Regions from separate parts of the Sus scrofa genome. Here regions 2, 3 and 4 are each linked to region 1. A link is a contact called in public promoter capture Hi-C and targeted proximity ligation data. All regions are on one chromosome and are shown on one strand. The core of a region is the stretch at or near the end of the contact, and the rest is flanking DNA. Distances in the headings are between cores, read along the strand shown.

Region 1 (5,730 bases), core at 1,162-3,661:
GGGCCACACTTGCAGCATATGTAAGTTCCCAAGCTAGGGATCAAACTGCAGCTACAGCTGCCAGCCCACACCACAGCCACGCCAGATCCAAGCCACATCTATGATCTACACCGAAGCTCATGGTAATGGCAACACCGGATCCTTAACCCCCTGAGGCCAGTGATTGAACCCTTGTCCTCATTGATACTAGTTGGGTTCGTTACCACTGAGCAACAGGAACTCACTCAGTTGACCATTCTGGACTTTGTATTCTATTCCACTGGCCTATATTCTGTCCCTTTGGTACACATTAAAAAAATGAAAAAAAGGGGGAACAAAGCAAACCTTAAAACAGAAAGCAATATGAAAGAAATTTACCTAACGTAGCAAATTGGTAATCTAACTACACAGATTTACTGTGGTTTTTGAAATTTACATACAATTAACTGCATAGACCTACAATTAGATGACTTCTGATACCTGTGTAACTAGCACACTATATCCTCAATCTAGAAAGTAAGTTCTTTTCTAATTGATCCCATACTCTCAGTTAACAGTGCTGACTTCTATAAACTTTTTTTTTTTTTCTTTTTAGGGCTACAGGTGTGGCATATGGAAGTTCCCAGCCTAGGGATTGAATCAGAGCTACAGCTGCCGGCCCACATCACAGCCACAGCAATACAGGGTGGGAACCATGTCTACAACCTACACCAGAGCTCTCTGCAACACTGCATCCTCAACCTGCTAAACAGCACCAGAGTTGGAACCCATATCTTCATGGATATTAGTCGGGTTCGTCTCCCCTGAGCCACAACAGGAACGCCTATAACCATTATTTTTTATTAAATTTGCCTGTTCCTGAAATTCACATAGATTGAATCACACAGATGTTCATTTTTGTGTTTCACTTCTTTCACTCAACACAATTCTCTTGAGATTAATCCATATTGTCACATTTATCAGTGATTCATTTTGGTTTTATTGCTGAGAAATTTCCATTGTATATAATTTTTTTTTTTTTTTAGAAAGTAGATTTGGGGGGGGTTGTGTCCATGCCATGTGTAAGTTCTGGGGCCAGGGATCAAACCCATGCCACAGCAGCAACAACACTAGATCCCCAACTCCCTAAGCCATCTGGGAACTCCAAAGTCAACTTATTTTTATTTTTATTTTTTTTTGTATTTTAGGACCGCACCCTCGGCCTATGAAGGTTTCCAAGCTAGGGGTCAAATCGGAGTTACAGCAATGCCAGATCTGAGCTGTGTCTGCGACCTATAGCACAGCTCACAGCAATGCCGGATCCTTAACCCTATGCATGAAGCCAGGGATCGAACCTGCAGCCTCACGGTTCCTAGTCAGATTTGTTTCTGCTGCTCCATCAAAGGAACTCCAAATGTTTTTATTGCTTTTTTTTTAGGTCCGAACCTGCGGCATACGAATTCCCAGGCTAGGGGTCGAATCAGGACTACAGCTGCTGGCATACACCACAGCCACAGCAACGCAGGATCAGAGCCACGTCTGCAACTTACACCACAGCTCATGGCAACGCCAGATCTTTAACTCACTGAGCTACGCCAGGGATTAAAACCACAACCTCATGGTTACTACTGGGATTTGTTTCTGTTGCACTGCAATGGGAACTCCTTAAGTTTTTAAATTTAAGCCTATGACACTGTTAAAAAATGTAAAAACCAAACGCAATCCTGGTTTATTCTTTTTAGTTTTTGTCTTTTTGCCTTTTCTAGGGCCGCTTCTGCGGCATGTGGAGGTTGCCAGGCTAGAGGTCGAATAGCAGCTGTAGCCGCTGGCCTACTCCAGAGCCACAGCAACGCCAGATCCTTAACATACTGAGCGAGGCCAGGGATCGAACCCGCAACATCATGGTTCCTAGCCGGATTCGTTAACCACTGAGCCACGAGGGGAGCGCCTTGAAAACATCTTCATCGCCCCAAAAAGAAACCCTGGACCCCGCTAGCAGTCACTTCCCATCAGGGTTTTAGCCTTTCAGCTCCTCCTCCCAGGTAGTGTCACGTGCGCACGACCCCGTGGCTCCCCAAGAACACAGCTGAGACACCGTACTGCCCCTCATTTGGCTGCGGGGGCGGGGAGGAGGTGGTGGGGAATGGTGTGGCGAGCGCAGGGCAGTGAGGGATAGGGGGAAACCCAAAGATCAGTGCAGAGACGCTCCTTCTCTGCGGTGCCCTGTTGCCCCACCCTCAAGGCCCAGCTTCCCCAGCGCCGCAACTACCCACGCCGCCGCCAGAGTCAACCTTTTTCCCAGCTGTCGACAGCCGGCTAGCGTCCGGAACCACAGAGCGGTGGTCAGGTCAGGAGAGAGTGGCTCTTCCGAGTCACGTTTGCGCAAAGAAACCTCCAAGTCTCAGTGGTCAGTACTTCCTTTCTGGAGTGCGGATCCGCCCCCTTGCGGCGCGCCCAGCGCCCCGCCCTGACGCTAGCGGTGACGGAAGCACGCTGGGTGACGTCACCCGCCAACATGGCGGCGGCGGTAGATTAGGGCTGTGGGTCGGAGCCGCCGCCTCCACCACCGCCGAGGGTTTCTGTCGCGAGCAGCCGCTGCCACCGCCGCGTCTTTCACCTTTTCTGGGGCAGGGGCCTGGGCCAGGTGAGGGAGTGGGGATTGTGGGCAAGCCGAGTCCGGCCCTCTTCCAGCTCCGTCCGGGGCGTCCCGAGGCTGTCGCGGGTGAGGGTGAGCGTGGGGGGCTGAGGTGCGAGGCCGTCCGAGGTGGTGGCTCGGTCTCGCTGACCCGCTGCCCAGCAGACTTTTCTTGGCTCGTCAGCGGTTGGGGTGGGCCTCGGGCGGGAGGGTGCGTGCACAGGGTTCGCGGCCTGGCTCCCCGCTAGCTGGCCAGGCAGTTGCTTCTCCATGTTCCCAGTTCCCCTCCCGGCGGATCCAACGCCACTGTCTCTGTTATTTTTATTATTTCGTTTGTTTCTTTCCCCCCACTCTTGGAGGCGGAACGGGTCACACTAGGTCGTTTCTTCTGTTGGTTTTTCTCCCCACATCCGAAGGAGACCCCACGTTTCTTTCCTTCGTGCCCGCCTGTGACGGAAAACTCCCGGACTTTTCTGAGCGGAGGCTTTAACCCGGCGGGAGATGGGGCTTCTGGCCCGCGGTGCTCCGGCTCTCCTCCCTGCACGAGTGCGCGTTTACTGCGAGCCAGCTCCCTTTTTCTATGTACAAGTTTTAAACTAAAGGAACAGTCTCCCCCTTCTTTTTCTCTGTGGTGTGGAGCAAAACAAGTCTTTCTGGAAGCAGTCAGTGCCATTTCGCTGGGAGGGTTGGTCTAAACCAGAATGTTGATCTCTGCCCTGACTTGTTGTGTGACCTTGGATGAGTTGCCACACCCTTCTAGTACCTTCTTTTCTTAATTTCCCAGAAAATTAAAATATTTGTGTAGGTAGTGAACTGTTTATACTAGATATATTCCATTGGATAAATAATTATACACCGCATATTGAAAATATTTAAACTTTTATGAAATATTCTTTGTTTAATGATAGGTCGTTAGGGACTTTGAAAATCCTTCTACTCTGGTTGGTCAGGTACTATTCTCAGTATTTTTTTTTTTTCCACATGATTAAATTTCTTATGAAGGACTGTACTCCAGTAGTTGAATTCAATTGAAGGACGCTTAAAATTCAGTCCAATTAGTTTTGTAGAGAAGAGGTGCTCCTTAGCACATGTCAATTGATGTTTACCACATGTCTTAATACTCTTAAGGTTTTAAAACAAGTGATTTGCAATGGTAATAGTTAAGAATGTTTCTCTTGTAAAATATCTTAGACGTACAAAAGTTTTGACCGCCGTCTTGCTTATCATCATTTTTTTTTTCAACATGATTTTTATTTTTTTTTGGCTGCACCTGAGGCATTCAGAAGTTCCCTCGTTAGGGCTTCCCAGGTCAGGGAATGAACCTTCCAGGCAGTTGAGATCTACACTACAGCTGCAGCAAAGCAGGATCCTTAACCCACTGCACCAGAGGGTAACTTCCAAGAGTTCTTAATATTTAGAGTTTATACATTACAGAGTTGAAGAGAGGGGGCTGTTTTCAGAGTAGCTGATTTTTTTTTTTTTTTTTTTTTTGTAACAGCTTTACTGAGAGACAGTCTTGCACACATCCACATATGTAGTCACAGGGTGTGCAACTATCACAGCAATGTTCATCATCCTCAAAAGAAACCTGGTAGCCACATTTACTAGTCGTTCTTTTTATTTTTATGGCTGGACCCTGGCATATGAAGTTCCTAGGTCTGGGGTTGACTCTGAGCCACAGCTGTGGCATACCCCCTCAGCTGCAGCAATGCTGGATCCTTTTAACTCACTGCACTGGGCTGGGGATCAAATCTGCTTCTCCACAGTGACCTCAGCTGCTGCAGTTCTTATCCCATTGAGTCACAGGGGGATCTCCAGCATTTTTATTCCCACGATGCCCCGCCCAGGCATCCACACTTTGTGTCTCTACAGATCTGCCAATTCTGGATATTTCATGTAAACAGAAGTATACACTATGTGGTCTTTTGTGACTGTCTTCTTTTACTTCCTTGTTGTAGTAGGTATTGACATTTCATTCCTTTTTATGGCCATGTCATATTGCATAGTGTAAGTACACTACATTTTTTTTTAAAGTCTTCATTTGATGGGCAATTATTTCCACTCTTTGGTTGTATGTAATGCTGCTTTGACCATTTGTGTTATAGCACATTTTTTGTGAAGACATTGTGTTTTCATTTCTCTGTTGCATATACTTAGGAGTGGAGTGGAGTAAATGACATATGTCTCCCTTTTATACAAGCTTTCTACGCATATATGGGAAGCTTAATTGACTTATTGTGAAAGTCAGAGTATGTGTTTTTGAGGAGAATGAGAGTGAGATGTTCTGTAAGTACGTTATCTTGCAGTGCCAACTGCTAAGTAGAAACGTTTTTGAACGGCTTTTTTTTTTTTTTTTTTTTTTTTTTTAAGGGCCACACCCAAGGTATATGGAAGTTCCCAGGCTAGGGGTAGAATTGGAGCTGCAGCTAGCTGCTGGCCTACGCCACAGCTGCATGGGATCCAAGCTGCATTTGTGACCCACACCACAGCTCAGGGCAATACTGGATCCTTAACCCACTGACCAAGGCCAGGTATGAACCCGAAACCTCATGGTTCCTAGTCAGATTTGTTAACCACTGAGCCATGATGGGAACTCCTCTGCCAAGTTTTGTTTTTAATTTTTTTAATTTTTATTTTTTTCATTTTATTTCTCTGCTGAGTTTTAAAATGACAGCCTTGTTCAGTGGTATTTCTCAGGTAGACCTGGTGAACTTTATGCAGTTTCACAATTTTCAGAGAAAATCCTAGAATTATGTAAAAGCTAATAAGGTATGGATTGAAAAAATAAAGTTATTGGACTTACTGTTAAATTGTGGAACTTTATTTTTTTTTATTTTTATTTTTTGCTTTTTTAGGGCCGCACCAGCGGCATATGGAGGTTCCCAGGCTAGGGGTCGAATCCGAGCTGCAGCTGCTGGCCTATACCATAGCCATAGCCACGCCATATCTGAGCCATGTCTGCGACCTACACCACAGCTCAGGGCAACGCTGGATCCCACTGAGCAAGGCCAGGGACCAATCCGCAACCTCATGGTTCCTAGTCGGATTGGTTTTTGTTGCACCACAAGGGGAGCTCCAAAATTGTGGAACTTTAAAAAAAAATTTTTTTTCCTCAAACCACCAATGGGTCTGGAGAC
Region 2 (5,730 bases), core at 1,164-3,663, 350 kb after region 1:
TACTCACCCCAGCATATCATCACCCTCATTCCTCTGAACTATTGCAGTGATATAAAGCACTCTAGTGGCTGTCACATGATCTCTTTTGAGCCTCACAATACCCCATGTGGCAGGTGTTGGTATTCATGTCTTCAGATGAGAAAACAGACTCAGAGGACTAAGCCGACCTTCCAGAGGTCCCTAAGATTCCAAGCGGCATAGCCTATCTCCCATTCCAGAGCTCCTTCTGCTACAGAAACACCAACTTACCACATGTTCAAAGTAGGTGAGCAAATCCACAACCTCAGGACCCTGCTCAGGCAAGACACACTGTACCTGGCAAACAGAAAGAACAGCAAGTCCCACAGCTTGGGCTAGGGAATGGCTATTGCGTGGGTTTCGTGTCTCATTTACTCCACTAATTTTCCCAAAATGAAAGGATTCCAACAATACAAATCTTGACACAGGTCAGGGCTTTCAGATTGGAAAGAACTGCCTTGTTCCCACTTCTCTCTCTCTCTTTTTTTTTTTGTGGCTGCACCAGAGGCATATGAAAGTTCCCAAGCCAGGGATCGAATTCGAGCCAGAGCTGCAACCTGCACCACAGCTGTGACCTGCACCACAGCTGCAGCAATGCCAGATCCTTAACTCACGGCCCCGGGGCTGGCGATGGAACCCCAATCTCTGCAGCAGGAACTCCACCACCACTTATTTTATACCAGAGGGAGGGAAGGCTGTTTCATAGCTTGAGTCATGAGCCCTGAGACATTAAGACACTTGGTCACTGTCCCTCAGGTGGAATAAATTAGGACTGCTGTGTCTTAGCTTGAGATGGTCTGGCTTCATTAGATGGTCTGGCTCCATTATGTCAGCACTGTTACTCGGGAATCAGCTGGTGGGCATAAGAGTGCTAAGGGGTAGTGGTGACAGAGAGACCACTGCGTAGGCCCAGGTAGTCAGAGATTGGGCGAAACACAGAAATAGAAAAATCCTATTTTCATATTTTTTTTTTTTTTTTTTTTTTTTTGCAAACTCCCACTTCTTTAAATATCTTGACCTCATTCTAGGGATCACAGCACTGCACGTACTGGCAGGCTTGCTTCTTTTAAGGCTGTGCTGCCATCTCCTGGAAAATCCTGGGCAGAGCAAGAACCTTCTCTAGGATTAAGGAAGGGGCCTTTTTCTGGCAGCAAAAGCTTGGAAGTGGTGCTCCTGGAGGCAGAGGCCTGGTCCTGCCAGTCTCAACTGGCCCAGGCCTGGTCAGGTCTGTATTCTGACGCTACTACTGCTTTTCTGATTTTTCAGGGGAGACTTATAAGCCAATTCTGAGAAACAGTTTTTTGTTTGTTTACAGTCCAGTAATTATGCTATTACTAATGATCTTCATTATTGGCTGTCAAATCTGAGGCAGAACAGATAAAACATTTTGATAAATTCAGCCTTGAACTAATTCACTTTCCAGAGTGGAGTTTGCTCTGTGGGAAGAATATTGCCTGGAGAGAAAGGGGGACTTAGGGTGGACATCAAGTATGTGTTGGTCCCAAGGGCAGTGATTTCACCAATGGAGGCTAGTTCTGAGCATGAAAAGCACATTTTCTCTCTGCTCTACTTCAACCCTGGATTTACTGCTAGAAAACAAAGTTAAACGTAGTCACTGTTGTCACATCCAAGTTCTCTTTAAGCATTTATCACCATCTGACATACCACTGTATTTATTTTTAATTTTGCTCCCCTCTTTCACTATGATGGAAGCTCCACAAAGGAGGACATTTTTGTCTCCTTCGTTCATGTGGGATCCTCAGTGTTTAGAACAAGGCTGGCACTTAGTAGGTGTTAAATATCCACGGAAAAAGTGAAGTCCTGGCTTTATCACCTTATGCCATTATGGGGTCCACACTTCTCATCCCCAGAGTCTGATGGATTTTGTGCTTCTGCCTCAGCTTTCCAGGAGGACTTTTTGCAGAGGGTGGAAGGCCCTGGCTGGTGACCATGGAAGGGGATGCTGAGGCAGGCAGGTGCTGACCCTGTGCCTGGCCTGTCCGATTTAATCACAAGGGCAACGTTTTGGAGAGAGTGCAAATGGTAGGGAACTGGGAGGAACTGAAGCTCAGGGCTTAGCACAAACCTAGGAGGCTCTTCAAAGCCTGAGTGAAGCACAGAATATAATAATAAATGTAACTTCTGTATCTGTGTAAAATTACTTAATAATTACTATTAAAGCCAGGACGTATTGAATACTTACTCTGACTCAGTCCTTTACTGTAAACTGCATTACACACTGTACGGCTTTTTCACGGAATATCTATCTGGCATAAGACACGGAGGCTCAGTGTGGATCCCTGGACACAAGCGGACACAGCCCATCCGGCAGAGCGCGGTGGCCAAGCTCCTGCCCTTGGCTGGCTGTGTTTTTGCCACCTGCCAGTTGTGGGACCGGCAGCAAAACAAAAGAAGGAAGGACTGACGGGTGCTGGGCGGGGCCCGGGAGGAGGCGGTTCACAGACGCCCTCTCCTGCTCGCCGCCGGAGCCGTGTCCCTACAGAATCCAGGAGCTAGAGAAGCCGGAGGCCAGAGCCTCGGCCCGCAACAAGTACCCACCTCACCTCCCACAGCCCGCGGCTTGGGTCGGCTGGCTTCCTCCGACTGTGACGGCTTCTGGGGCGCCGTATGCCGGGGCTTGTAGTCCGAAGCCCCCCATCTGCGCCCCGGAGCGGGGCCGCTCCAGGAGCAAGACTACAACTCCCAGAGTGTCCCGCGCCGCCGGGCGCCGCTCTGCGCGCGCAGCGAAGCTGTCGGCGCCCACGTTCCCGCGCCGCTGGCGGCGGCTCAGCCCCTGGAGAGGGTCGGGGCAGACTCCTTCCCGGGCTCGGGGGTTCCAGTCCTTGTCGTGAGGCTGCGTCTCCAGGGACGCAGTGCTCTGCATATCCGAGGGTGCCAGGCTGTCCCTCGCTGGAGCCGCAGACAAGCCCAGCCGCGCCAATCTTTCCTTTACGGGCTGCGGCCTCGGGCGGTTCGTGGGCCAGGCTGTGAGGACCCTCTCTTCTCCCAGGCCGCACCGGACACCCTGCAGCCCCCAGAGGGCGGTCGCCCGGCGCCCGCCTATGAGGAGTGACCCCGCGACCTCTGCAGCCCCCCTGAGGGGGCTTGGGGGCCCCCTGCGGAGCAGCGAGCCGGTGCGCTCCTCCCCGGCCCCATCGGCAGCCGCACTTCTGCTGGAGGAGGCGGCCGACTTGCTGGTGGTGCACCTGGACTTTGCCGCGGCGCTCCGCACCTGCGAACGCGCGTGGCAGGGCCTGGCGGAGGAGCCCGCGGGCGCGTACGTGCTGGGCTCGGCTCCCTTCGGGTGACGGTGGGAGGGGCACCAGTCCCCAGGACTCTTGCCCTCCGATTGTTGGCGGAAGTCTTACTCCTTGCTTTCCTCAGGGGTGCCTGACCTTGTGCCCATTTTCTGAGGAGAAAGGGGAGGCACTGCCCGTTGAGGAGGAAGCAGTTGAGTCGTGTCACAGGGCTTAGTGGGAACCCACAGCCAATTCTTTCTCCCTGTTCCAGGGCAGAATGACATGAAGGGAAGACAGGATTGTATTGTTCAGTTGCTCCAGTAAGCAGGTGGTGGGAGGCTTGTCGAAGGTACACCCTCCACTGAGTTGTCCCCTTCTCACTTTGGCTGATGAGTGGGGATGGGGTTCAGGGCAGGAGTAGTGTTCCAGTTCTATTGAAGGGTCGGATCAAAGAATTAGAAACCTTGGTCTTGCGCTGCTTTTTCTAATGCTGCCGTCCTCTCTGGTAGTTGAAGGCATAATTTCTCTGTGGATTGTAAGGTTGGCTTAGGCCACACTAGGGAGGGGGTGGGTAGAGTAGTCAAAGCTGACCCCAGGGAGTAATGAATTGGGGAGCCCTGGCTGTGTGTTCAGGGGGTTGGTGAATAAATGCTGAAGGCTTTGATTTGGGTGCTTGGAGGTGCCTCTGTAGGTGGTGCTAGGAGGCCAGTAGTGGAGTTCCTGTGCCTGTACTGAGGCTATAACCTTTCAAATTCTTAGCTCCACCTCTCTTCCCACCCAAATATCTATGCTGTTTCTTGTCCTCTTCACCTAAGAAGTAAAGGAACCCTCCTGCTCATTAATCCACATTTCAACTGCATACAGAGCTGTGTGTTGGGCAGCTGCTGATTTGCTTCTAGATTTAGAGAAACTTTTAGCTCCTGGGAAAAGGGCAGTTTTCTCTTGTTTGGGGGCAGAAGACCACTTGTAATTGTGAGGTCCACTAGAACACCGGTGGGAGGGTAGAGGTGACGACTGCTGAATTTGGGAGCTGGTGAAGAAGAGTCCCAAGGTGGAGGTGGCAATGGCAATGCAGGGAAACCGCTTCTAAACTTGAATTGGCTTTTCCCTGACAGCTCCTTGGAGGTGAAATGCTCTCTCTGTGTTGTGGGAATCCAGGCCCTGGCGGAGATGGATCGGTGGCGGGAAGTCCTGTCTTGGGTTCTTCAGTATTACCAGATTCCTGAGAAGCTGCCCCCCAAAGTCCTGGAGTTGTGGTAGGTCCTTAGGTCCTTACCGCTTACCCACTGGGTCAGTGCAGGAGCAAGAGGGTTTTCCTGTCCTTTCCCAAATCAGTCCTGATAGCTCCTTTTCCCCCTTCCCTACTATTTCCCTCCAAATCTAATTCTTTTCATGTTTCTTTTCTTACCCCTAGACTTGAAACCCTAACAATAAATGATGAGGACGGAGGAATTTAGGAGTGGGGGAGGGGGAAAGTAAAGAATAGGAGACGTGAAATGGGACGACAGGAGTGGGGGTGTCAGAGCTGAGAGTGTTTCTTGCTACCCCTAAGATGGCAAGCTCCTAAGTAAGAGCTCCTGATTCTTGCCATGTCACCATCCCACAGGGAGGGGCTGGGTGGGAGGAGTGTGGTGGTTATGAGAAATTAAACTGCGAAGCACTGACTCCTCTTTTTGGGGGCTTGGGTTACATGGGGCTGCAGTGTTCTTTTATACAGCAAAATGCAAGAGCCTGGAGCCATGCTGGATGCAGTCAGCACTTGGCTCCGAGACCCCGACAATCAGGGCCTTCCGGAGTACAGAACCTTAGCAGAACTTCACCTGCAGCGGGTGCTGTTTCCTTTGGGCTGCTTGTCGGAGGCTGAAGAGCTAGTGGTGGGTTCTGCAGCCTTCAGTGAGGAGCAGCGGCTGGAAGCACTTCAGGCCATTAGTGTGGCAAGGCAACAGCAGAAACACAGACACTCTGGCTCAGAGGAGGCCCAGAAGCTTAACCAGGAAGGTAGGATGTTATTCTTCTGTGGCTTCTGAATTGTGGGCTTTCTCTCGGACTTTGGGCGCAATTCTTTGTATGGGTAACTTTGTATGAGATCACAGAATGAGAAGCCTGTTAAGTTGCTTAGAAAGCCCAGCCCAGACCTTCTGAAGTTGTCAGGGAAGGTAAGTGGTACAGGTCTCAGATCCTTGACTTTTGTCTCCTGAAAGAAAGTCACCTTCTGCTTGAGGTCCTATCGTTAGATCTTTTGCCACCACCAAGGTAGGTGGCCCGGGTAGGATGTTACTCCTTTAAAAGGGGGCCCAGGAATTCCCGTTATGGCTTAGCAGTTAACAAACCTGACTAGCATCCATGAGGACTTGGTTTGATCCCTGGCCTCACTTAGCGGGTTAAGGATCCAGTGTTGCCATAGCTGTGGTATAGGCCGAAGCTGTGGCCCTGATCGGACACCTAGTCTAGGAACCTCCATATGCCGCCAGTG
Region 3 (5,730 bases), core at 864-3,363, 320 kb before region 1:
AAATCCCCACCTCACAGGAGGTTGTGAGGCCTGAACAAGATAACCGGGTGGAGCCCTGCCAGGGCCGGGTGTCAGGGCTGCACTCAGCAAATATGGTTTCCTCCCGCCCCCACTCACCCCAGCCGCAGGTTTCCTGAGCTCACTGGTAAAGCTGCGCTATGCAAACCAGAACTGAGGTCCGAGGGCCTAGGAGAGGAACACATCGGGCAGAGAGCCCAAAATACAGGGGCTGGGAGCAGGAAACGGCTTTAGCCTCTGGTCACTGCCCGCTTCCAGCCATCGCCCCAGCATCATAATCAAGTCTGGCTGTGGGACCCCCACTTCCCAACAGCCTCCTTGGGATCTGACTTCTGTCGCCCTCCCCACCCCGCTGGAACCTGTCATAGATCTCATGGACACACTCAAGCTCTCCAACCAGGGTCTTTCTGAGTGTGGGGCCTCAGGCTGGGGTTGGCTAAAGAATCCAATAAAAGTTCATGCAATTACGTCACTCTGCTGGTCACCACGGCAACCAAGTGTTTGGACTCAGGGTGGATTATAGTGAGACAGACCGTGGGGGTGGTTACACACCTGTGACTCTCAACACAGCCTGTACACTTCGATCATATGGTATGTGACTCTATCTCAACAAAGCTGCCCAAAATGAACAAATAATAAACAATCTGACCTCATGGCCTCCTGATGTGATGTCACACAAAATAGACAGACTCTTGCCAAACTGTTTAACCTGAATCAAACCCAGCCATTCAACCTCATTTCCATCCTACAGGAAGTACAGGAAATAGAAAAAAAATCACACAAAGAGACATCAGGAGGAAACCGCCAGACAAACAGAAAATATGAAGTATTCAACGCCCTTTCAAAAAACAAAAATGGTGAGGGAAATGTCCTATATTTAAAGAGACCTAACATAACCTCCTGCAGTATGTAAAACTTAAGTGAACCCTGGTTTATGAAAAGCAACTATAAAAATAGTTGGGTCAGGAGTTCCCGCTGTGGCACAAAGGGATCAGCAGCGTCTTGGGAGCACAAGATGCAAGTTCCATTCCTGGCCTGGGACGGTGGGTTAAGGATTTCATGTAACTGCAGCTGCGGCTTAGGTCACTACTGTGGCTCGGATCTGATCTCTGGCCTGGGAACTCCACATGCTGAGGGGCAGCCGAAAACAAAAACAAAACAAAAAACAAAAAACTCCACACATTGGGACATTTGGGAAAATCTGAATATGAGCTGAACTTAGGTAGTTATTGTTAAATTCTTAGGTGTAATAAGGTGTTATGTTCAGGTAGCAAACTGTCCTTCCTCTTAGGAGATGCTTGCTGAAATATTTGGGGTCAAGTATCACGGAATCTTAGGTCGGTCACAGGTCGGTCTGTCCACATAACAGAAAGCTAAGAGCGGGCATCGGAGGCCAGCAGCGGCGGTCAGAGTTCACAGGGAAGGAAATGCAGCCGACGGTGGGCTTAGGATGAAGAAAGAAAAAGGGTGAAAAGCGCACTTTTCCGGAGACAAAACTGTCAGCGTGTAGGATGAAATGGCAGGGTCCGAGGCTGGAAGGAGGCCGCCCGGGGGACTGGGGGTCTTGCAGGACCGGGAAGGAGTGGACTCAGTGCGCACGCTCCAAAGCCAGGCTCCTCGGGAAGGGAACTAAGTAGAGGTGAGCAGCCAGGCGGACCCTCAGCAGACGTGGAGCGTGTCTCTGGCGAACACGCCGGCTCGGCTGGGGGCACAGAAGGCCGAGAGCAGATGAGGCCCAGAGCCCGCGCAGCTGCTTGAGGGCTAGCGCACCAACCCTCGCTCGGATCCAGCGTCGGAGCGCAGAGCTGTCCCTGCCTCAGGAGGCGGCAAAGCCAGCGAAGCCGAGCAAAATCGGGGGAAAAGAGCCAGGATAGAGAGAGACAGGGACTGCGGGAAAGGACTTCCTCTGACGGAAAAGAAAACTCAAGGGGAAGGGGTTAGAGTTTTACCGGCTGACGGCAAGAGCGGGGGTGGAATACGCGAGCAGGCTGAGCTGGAGTGCAGAAGACGCTGGCCTGGGGTTCGCAGCGCAGGCGGGGCAGGAGGAGCACGGGGAGGGGCCTGGGGGTGTCGGGGAGGAGCCGGAGAGGAGCTGGGGAGGAGCCAGAGGAGTGCGGGGAGGGGAGCGAGCAGGAGCCGGGGAGGAGCGCGCACCTGGGACGCTAGTCTGGGAGGAACCCGTGGAAGGACTGTCCCGGCCCGAGCCTTCCCCTCCGCGCCGCCCGCCGGGGGCAGGGCTGGAAGCCGGAAGCAGGCGACTTGGGACTCGGCCGAGGGGAAGCCCGGGGCACGCCCTCGCTGCGCCCCCAGCTCGGGCGGCAGCCCTCCGCGAAGGGCCGGGGCCATGCGGCCTCTGCGACACGGGCAGCGCCTGTCCCCGGGGTCTCCTCTGGGGCTGCTTCTCCTGCTCCTCTTCCTGTTCCTGCGCGCGCTGGGTCTGGGTCGCGCCGCCCCGAGGCTCTTGGACCACCCGGCACCCGTGTGCGCCCAGCAGGTGAGACTCGGCGCGTTACCCGAGAGCGGGGGCCGAGGATGCTGCCAGGTGGGGAGGGGTCGGCCCAGGGCTGAGGGCCGAGGGCGCGGGGCCGCCGAGTGGGCAGGAAGTCTGCTCGGGGTCTCCAGGGTCCGAGGCTTGGGCACAACAGCGGGCCGGCCTGGGGAGGGTTCCCAAGAGCGGCGGGAGTTGCGGTGTGGACCCGGGGGAGACGGGGTTTTCGGGGAAAGATCGCGCAGCGCGGGTTGCACAACAGGAGCCGGCGTCCCGGCGGGAGGGGTGGCAACTCCGCTGGGCCCCACACTTTGGGGAAGGACTAGGAGGCGCGGCCGGCCGGAGACGAGGCGGGCTGGTTAGAAGAGGGTGGGGAGGGGCCTGCGGAGGGCAAGGCGGGACTGGACCGGCTTCCGGCCGGGGTCATCGAGCCCTCCTCCACTGGAACTCGCGCCCCTAGGGATCCCGTGTTCGCAGCCCCGACGCTCCGGCCCCGGCGCTGCGGGAGGCACCCTCCGCGAAAAGTTGTCCGGGCAACTTGCTGATCCCTTTGGCCGAGCCCTGGGGGGAGGTAGGATGCCGCCCTTCCAGCCCCCACCACCTGGGTCTGGGGTCCTGCGGGTCTAAATCCGCCAGGCAGTTGCCCTGCTGTGCCCACAGGAATCGACACACCCACCGCCGGTAGTGGCCTTGGGGTGGAGGCGGCCCTTCAGAGAAAAGAACCCCCGTGCTGGGCACACAGCCTCTCCCGGCCATGCTGTCCTCTCCCCTGGCTCGTCTTGCTTTGCCTGCCCCCCCACTTCCACTGACCCTAAGAAATAACGCTCAGTTTCTGAGTCACAGGATGTGAAACACTAAAGCTGTATTTCTCATCTAATTTTGTGGAGGATTTACCACAAGAGGGTGGGGTAGAGGGCCAGTGACCATTTAGCAGAAACTTTTCTTAACATGGAAGATGTTGGGAAATGTCCTCGTGACTCCCATTCCTGGGCAGAGCAGGGACACACGCTCAGCAGGTCCTTCCCCGGGGGTGGATGTAGAAGTATCTCCTGTCCAGGACCCAGGTTCAGGTTTTGATGACCATTTACCAGGTGTCTGCAAAATACAAGGGACTGAAATGGCAAAGACACACTCCCTGAACCCTGATGACCAGGGCAGTGAATCACCCAGCAGTAGGCAACTGCAGCGCCAGCCAGCCTGTGGCCAGTGCTCTTTGTACAGCCAGTGCGAGTGCGACGTTCCATCTGGGAAAGAGACACTCCTTCCAGCCGAGTGGTCTTTGGGCAGAGAGGATATTTGCGCAGCCCTGAGGGATGGTGGAGGCTTCAAGGCAGAGATCTGGAGCTCTCCATGACATGGAAAGAGCTGAGCCAAGGCCTCAGAGGGGGTCAGGATGAGAAGCGGAGGGTGTGTGTGGCAGGAAAGTGAGAGAGAGATGCAGCTGGAAATGGAGGGCAGGGCTCCACTGAGCTGGACTGAAAGGGTGTGACCTCAGCTGCTCAGTGGAGCAGAGGTTCAGCCTCATTGGGGGAGGGGGGGCGGCGGCAGGGGGCACTAGAGAAGAATACTTGGCCAGATTTGTCTGTCTCCCTGGCTGTCCCTTCCTCCCACCTGCTTCCCGTACACCTGGCGCACAGACACTCCAGGGCCATGGGCCCCCTGTTCAGTGATTAGTGTCTTGGAAAAGAGATAGGCTTAGCCCTCCAGATGTCTCTGCTGCTGGTGTTTCTGTGGATGCAACACCACATAGTGGCGGAGGGAAAGCCACGCACTGGACCTCAGAGGACTTGGGTTTGCAATCCTGATTTCACTACCTACAGCCCAGTGCTGCAGGCACAGGCCTTGGGCACGGACAGATATCTGTGGAGTGGAAGGAAGGAGGAGAGGGTGAGTGGTGAAGCATGGCAGCTCTGCCCGAAGATCAGTGATCGGCAGAGACCACCACAGTTTGCCCCTGGCTGCTTGGATTCAGCACCTCAAAACCCAGGGGACCCTGAGTCTCCCCTCCACCCTGTCCTCACCAGGTTACAGGGAGACCACATAACACGCTGGATGTGCTAGGGGCTTGTGGGGCTGGGCGTGCCAGGCTTTGCGCCAGCCTCTGTGCCATGACATCGAGAGCTCTCAGCAAGCTGGCACCATTACCCTGTCTTGGAGAAGTTAGGTGACTGGCCAAAGTGGTTCAAAGCAGGGCTGTGTGTGGGACTTCCCAGCCCCCTTCTCTTTACCAGGTGCTTGGTGATGTCTGGGAAATGCAGGGAGTGGAAGTCAGTCTTTGAGCCCTTCTTTCACTCCTCATCACTGTGCATGGGGACTGTAGCGCCCCCTCACCCTTGTCATTGTCATCACCACGTGTCCCCATGGATTTCTTCAGGAGAGCTGACATAGAGCTCTTCTCAAGCTCATAAATAATATTCTGATCCTACTACTTTTGAAGTGGGCATTTGAAGTCAGGAAATCACAGGTGATTTGTGGGTGAGAATAAAACAAGATCTATTCTAGAATCCAAAAAAGACCCTGAATGCCTTTTTTACGTTCTTAACTTTACATCTGCAGTTCCCTGGTGACTCAGCTGGTTAAGGATCCAGAGTTGTCACTGCTATGCCGAGGGTTCGATCCCTGGCCCAGGAACTTCTGCATGCCACAGGTGCAGCCAAAAAAAAAAAAAAAAAAAAGGAGTTCCCGTCGTGGCACAGTGGTTAACAAATCCGACTAGGAACCATGAGGTTGCGGGTTCGGTCCCTGCCCTTGCTCAGTGGGTTAATGATCTGGCGTTGCCGTGAGCTGTGGGGTAGGTCGCAGACGTGGCTCAGATCCTGCATTGCTGTGGCTTTGGTGTAGGCTGGCAGCTACAGCTCTGATTAGACCCCTAGCCTGGGAACCTCCATATGGTGCGGGAGCGGCCCAAGAAATGGCAAAAAAAGACAAAAAAAAAAAAAAAAAAAAAAAAAAAACCCTTACATTAATGTATCTCATCTAGAAATTAAATACAAGGGAAAAATCTGCTATTCCTTCCCCTAAACAAATTAATATTTTCATTTGTCTATCTCGCTTTTTAATCTTTTCCTTTAGAGTAACATCATAGATGAAATTCTATCTTTTAATTAATTATCATCGAGGTAATAATGATGACTTTTTTTTGCCACACTCACAAGTTCCCAGGCCAGGGATCGAATCCAAGCTGCAGGTGGGACCTATGCCACAGCTGCGGCAGTGCCGGATCC
Region 4 (5,730 bases), core at 1,747-4,246, 270 kb before region 1:
GACAATACCAATCCTTAACCCACTGCACTACCAGAGAACTGAAAGATAGATTCTTAAAAGCAAGAGTTATAAGTCAAAAGAGTACAAACATTTTAGTGATGGAACACCTATTGGCCCATTTTCCAAAACACCTATCAACCCACGTGCAACCTGGTCCCCTTGCCCAGGATGGTTTTCACTGGTATCAAAGAGTTTGTTAAGGATCAAACATCCTGTTAATATCACAATTTAAAAAAAAAAAAAAAGAGGTATCTCATCTCAATCTGCATTTCTTTGATTTGTATCTTTTTTTTGGGGGGGGGGTTAGGGCCACAACTGCGGCACATGGGAGTTCCCAGACTGGGGTTGAATCTGAGCTATAGCTGCCAGCCTATGCCACAACCACAGCAACTCAGGATCCAAGCCACGTCTGCGACCTACACCACAGCTCATGGCAACACTAGATCCATAACCCACTGAGCAAGGCCAGGGATCAAACCCACGTCCTCATGGATACTAGTCAGATTCATTACCGCTGAACCACAATGGGAACTGCCATTTCTTGGATTTACAAAGCTGAACACTGTACTCCTTAAAAAAAATCACCCCATTTTTTTTGTGAACTAACATACATGCAAGGTGTTTTTCAGCTGTCAGAAAAACCCAAGCTAATCTGTTTACCATTTTCCTTTTTGTTGGCACCAGCTAAGTCAAGCCACTTTCACCACAAATGCGCTGTGGTTCAAAATGTCCTTATTTTCTTAGACGTACATACAGAAGAATTTAAGGTTGAAATGATAAGAAAATGGATTCCCTTTAACATCTTAGAGCCACAAGAAAAGAGGGCAGATAAGCAAATCAAGTGCAGCAAAGTGTTAGTAACAGCTGAATCTGGAACATGGGTCTATGGGGTTCATAACACTGTTGTGCTTTTGGGTTTTTGAAAACTCACATAGTCAACAAACCAAACAGTTCATTTATGCTGATGGCTGCAAAATTAAACTACTGGTCTTAGGGGCCATATCGTAAACAGTCGTAAGATTTGCTTAGAAAGACCCGCAGATCCTGCCACTTAGAACAAGAAAGTTTCAGGACAGTTGAGCAGTATCTGTGACACTCCCTCATCTATTACTGTGTAGTGCGGGATGACCACCTGTGGCCCTCAGGTGAGCACACAGAGAACCAGGCACCCAGGACCTGGGAAGCAAAGGCGCATCGGATGCAGCGACTCCACACTCCATGAGATGCTTCACAGAAGGGACGCGGGGAGGGATGTACAGGTGTGACTTCTCTACACTTGCTGCTCGGCTTTCTGAAAACTTAAAACTGGTCTAAAAAAAGTCTATTAATTTTTGTTTAAGTGAAGTTACCTAGAGAAAAGGAAATAAGAATTTTCATTCTCTTTTCATTTTTCGTTTTATTTTTTTCTGCATCTATATTCTCATTTTTCTTCTTTATCACTTCAAGTTTTTTGTAACTTGTCCTGGGTATTAAGCCAGCTCTGAGTTAAGTCCATATATGTGGAGTTTCTGTTATGGCTCAGTGGTAACAAAATTGACTAGTGTCCATGAGGCCTCAAGTTCAATCCCTGGCCCCGCTAAGTGGGTTGGGGATCTGGCGTTGCTGTAAGCTGTGGTGTAGGTGGAAGACTCAGCTCAGATATGGTGTTGTGGCTGTGGCATTGGCAGCAGCTCCAATTCCACTCCTAGTCTAGGAACTTCCATATGTCTCAGGTTCGGGCCTAAAAAGACAAAGGGGAAAAAAAGTCCATATTTGTGGTAGTGATAAAACGTGTGGTTTTCTACTACATATAAAATAGATAAACAAGGTCCTACTGTATGGCACAGGGAACTATGTTCAATATCTTGTAATAATCTATAAAGGAAAATATTCTTAAATAGTATACATATATTTTATATATATAATATATGTATAACTGAATCACTTTGCTGTACACCAGAAAGCAACACAACACTGTAAATAAACTATACTTTTAAAAAGCATGGCAGAGGGGAGATCCCTTTGTGGTGCAAAAGAAACGAACAGGTTCAATCCCTGGCCTCCCTCAGTGGGTGAAGGATCCCGCCTTGCCTGAGCTGTGGTGTAGGTCACAGACGCAGCTCAGCTCCTCCATAGCTATGGCTGTGGTGTAGGCCAGCGGCTGTAGCTGATTCGAACTCTGGCCTGGGAACCTCCATATGCCACTTGCGCAGCCCTAAAAAAAATAAAATAAAATAGATTAAATAAAAAGCATGGTTTTAAGATTAATTTGGGGAGTCCCCTGGGGGCCGTACCCTCGACCCTTGACCACGTTTGAACTGGGCGGATCCACTTATAGGGGGGATTTATTTCAACAAATATACATTCAGCCCCCACAGCTGTGGGCTCCTCACACGTGGATCCAACCAACTGGTGATCGTAAACTTCACAAGCCATGGCTGTTGGTGGATGGGGGATCCGCGGATGCCAGGCGTCTGTGGGACGCCAGCACCTTCAGGTCTAGGAGTCCTCCACGGACAGCGAGGGAGGGCGGAAATCGGCCTTAAGTCACACAGGTAGTAAACCGCCGGGCAGGTGCGCATCCCCTTCTTCCACCCTCCCACTCTCACCCTTGGAGAGTCGGGAACTGTGAGAACCCGCGGGCCGGGGCCGCGGTCTTCTGCACGTTCCGACTGGCGGGTCACCGAGGCCCGCGTGCCCAGGTCCGGCCCCGCGAGTGACAGAGTCACGCGGTGCCCCGGGCGGCGGCTACGCGGCGGGGACCAAAGGACGTGACGTCACTACACGCGGACACTGCGGGGACGGTGGGAGTGATGTCCTGGAGGCCGGACATCAGAGCACGGTCCACGAGGCCACAGGGCCTCCTGCCCTGCCCGCCCGCCCGCCGCCCTCACCTGCGCGCCGCCGCTCGCCAAATGGCGGCCCCCGAGCCCCGCGGCCCCGCGCGCCGCCCCGCAAGCCGCCCGCCACCACAGCCCGGGCGCCCGCCGCGCCACCACCTCGCCGAACGCAGCCATGGGCCGCCACCTGCGCGCACCGCGCACGCCCGGCCCGCCGCGCGGCCAATCATCGGCCAGTGGCGCCTGGGGCACCTGGGAGCTGTAGTCCCATCCAGTATTGGGGGCGGGAAGGGGGCGGGGGTGCTCGCAGGGCATCTCGGGAGCTGTAGTCCCGCTTCGGTCTCTGCCTTACGCGTGTGGGCGTGGTCGTATAACTGGAAGTTTATACCCTTTAACTTTCTCACACTTTTAACCAACTCCTAACCCTCATATCTGGCAGCCACCACTCTTTCTCCTGTTTTCTGGATCTATGAGCTTGGTTATTTTGTTTCTTAGAGTCCGCATGTAAGTGACCTCATACAGTATTTGTTTTCTCTGACTTACTTCATTAAACATAATAACCTAAAGGGCCATCCATCCACGTTGATGCTAAATGCAGCATTTCCTTCTTTTTTGTGGCTGAATAATATTCCATTATATATGTATGTATATGTATACATACATATATAACGTATATATATGTGCGTGTGTGTGTGTGTGTGTGTGTATCTCTTCGTCCATTTATCTTTTTTTTTTCTTGGTAAGAGAGGAGGTAATTTATTGTAATGTGTTACGTTCAGCCACAACTGGGAACAGAACTAGTCCAGAATGTCACAGGTCCAGGACAAAATACTAAAAGGGATCATTTTGCTGTGAGCAAGGTGGGTCTCAAAGTGGCCGAGGGGCTCAGAATGGTGAAAAGTTGTTCTGGATCCACTGAGACAAGTTCTAGACAGAAGGCATGCAGCCCAACAAATTGTACCAGCGTCCCTGGCCTCTGGGCTTTCCTTGTTTCTGCTCCTGCGGCTTCTGCAGATGTACAAGTTTACTCGGACCTCTGCCTCCTCTTTGTTCTTTTGTGCTGCAGCCTCGCATTCGCTTCTTCCTGCACTTTGCTGTCATGGCACAGAGGTTTCTCAGAAGATGGCACTAAGGCCAAGAGCCCATTTATCTATTGATGGATGCTTAGTTTGCTCCCACATCCTGGCTCTTGTAAATGGTGCTGCTATGAACATTGGGTTGCATGTATCTTTTTAAGTTAATGTTTTCATTTTCTTTGGACAAATATCCAGAAGTGGGATTACTGAATTGTACATTAGTTTTATTTTAAATTTTTCTGAGGAATCTCCATACTTTTTTTCACAGCGGCTATACCAGTTTACATTCCCACCAACAGCACACAAAAGTTCTCTGTTCCCCACCAACACTTGCTACTCTTTTTGTAACAGCCAGGGAGAGTGTTATTAAAGAGGGAGAGTTGGGAGTTCCCGTCATGGCACAGTGGTTAACGAATCCGACTAGGAACCATGAGGTTGCAGGTTTGATCCCTGGCCTCGATCAGTGGGTTAAGGATCCGGTGTTGCCGTGAGCTGTGGGGTAGGTTGCAGGCTCGGCTTGGATCCCGCGTTGCTGTGGCTCTGGTATAGGCCGGCAGCTACAGCTCAGGTTCGACCCCTAACCTGGGAACCTCCATATGCTGTGGGCGCGGCCCTAGAAAAGACAAAAAAAAAAAAAAAAAAAAAAAAAAGGAGAGTTGGAGGCACTAGCAGACTATGGCAGGAGCAGAGTAAAGGCCTGGTGGGGGGGGTGGCGCTGAGGGCTCAGAACTTAGTTCCCACCAGAGCTCCCAGCACAAGGTCAGTGCTCTCCTCTGTGTTCCCAGGCCCACCTGTCTCCCCTGCTTGGAAAAGTCAGGCAGAGGACGGGGCCGTGTTAATCCTGGGCTGAGGGTAGTTTGATTCCTGGATGGTCTTGCTTCCCTGGGCCCCATGCAGCAGTGGGGTCCAGTGGGAGAGGGTGGAAGGGTGATTGCTGCCCCCCGGGCCTGTCTATGAGTTCCACAAATTTCTTCCATAAGTAGATGAACTCAGGGAGCCGCCTGGTCACACTGACGAGTCCCCATCACAGCCCCGTTCCTGCTCAGATGCTCCCAGCTCCCCTGACCACCAGTGTGTCTTGTCGTTGCCATGTCCTCCTGTCCCTTCCCGTGTCCATCCTCACCACCCGCACCAGGACGCCAGCCAAGAGAGGCAGGTGGCCTGGGCATGGGAGGCTTGGCCGTCTTGAGGGCCGAGCTGTCCTCTCCAGGCCCGGAGACTTGGGAAGTGGGAACAGCGCAGCCTGGCAAACCACCCCATCCCCTCTGCCTGCGCTGTCCATCTGTCCAGTGTGATCTCTGAGGGGAAAGAACCATAAAAGTCAGGGAGGGAGTGATGGGAGAGAAGAAGGCAGGACCGGGGGAGAGGAGAGAAAAGGAAGAGGCAGGATTGATCAAGAAATCTTTCAAACCCCAGCAGGGAGAGGAGTGGGAAAAAAAGGAGGAGGAAGGAGACGGTGGAGGAGGGCGGTTCTAAGCATTTTGGAAGCGGGTAGTGTCCAAGTGAGTCCCTGGGCTGGGTGCTTAAGGAATCCACCTGTCCCTGCTCAAAGCCTGGTGGCCCTTCCTTGACCTCTGCTCCCAGCCCTTCTGAGCACTTCAAGGCTCCCTGGGGCAGGTCCCCAGGCCACACTGCACGTCCAGGTCTAGGCAGTGCCAGGATCCCCCCAGCATGGCTCCTTGCCCACCCCTCCCCTGCAGAGTCCCCAGGGAACAGGGAGCAGTTGTCACTGCAGCTCCACCCTCCAGCCTCCTGCCACTGGCCCCCAGGGAGCCTCTGAGCAGAACCAGGGGCCCGACCTGTCAGCTCAGCCTTGGCCAGCCAGCTCCTGCAGC

What was found. Promoter capture Hi-C pulls out the DNA fragments that hold promoters and counts their contacts.
Region 2: a targeted proximity ligation map of alveolar macrophages shows a contact between it and region 1. A contact is called at or near these places in 2 of 5 promoter capture datasets (fetal skeletal muscle and liver), 17 of 47 Hi-C or Micro-C datasets (alveolar macrophages, embryonic fibroblasts, epiblast stem cells and 9 more) and 2 of 2 datasets of targeted methods (alveolar macrophages and skeletal muscle).
Region 3: a contact with region 1 is called in a targeted proximity ligation map of alveolar macrophages. A contact is called at or near these places in 2 of 5 promoter capture datasets (fetal liver and liver), 4 of 47 Hi-C or Micro-C datasets (blood, heart right ventricle and liver) and 1 of 2 datasets of targeted methods (alveolar macrophages).
Region 4: a promoter capture Hi-C map of liver shows a contact between it and region 1, with 4 times the contacts expected there. A contact is called at or near these places in 2 of 5 promoter capture datasets (fetal liver and liver), 5 of 47 Hi-C or Micro-C datasets (blood, heart right ventricle, liver and 1 more) and 2 of 2 datasets of targeted methods (alveolar macrophages and skeletal muscle).

Annotation. Positions count from the first base shown.
Region 1 is chr5:69,776,879-69,782,608 of Sscrofa11.1, forward strand. It overlaps BCL2L13 (bcl-2-like protein 13), which reads left to right and starts at 2,412. Exons shown (of 7, transcript XM_003126595.6): 1 at 2,412-2,602.
Region 2 is chr5:70,130,556-70,136,285 of Sscrofa11.1, forward strand. It overlaps MICAL3 (F-actin-methionine sulfoxide oxidase MICAL3), which reads right to left and starts at 2,414. Exons shown (of 40, transcript XM_021092508.1): 1 at 2,222-2,414. PEX26 (peroxisome assembly protein 26) reads left to right here and starts at 2,469. Exons shown (of 5, transcript XM_003126596.4): 1 at 2,469-3,295; 2 at 4,373-4,513; 3 at 4,960-5,255. The coding sequence starts at 3,081.
Region 3 is chr5:69,459,167-69,464,896 of Sscrofa11.1, forward strand. It overlaps IL17RA (interleukin-17 receptor A), which reads left to right and starts at 2,114. Exons shown (of 15, transcript XM_021092984.1): 1 at 2,114-2,512. The coding sequence starts at 2,363.
Region 4 is chr5:69,509,563-69,515,292 of Sscrofa11.1, forward strand. It overlaps HDHD5 (cat eye syndrome critical region protein 5), which reads right to left and starts at 2,997. Exons shown (of 10, transcript XM_021092501.1): 1 at 2,874-2,997. The coding sequence starts at 2,996.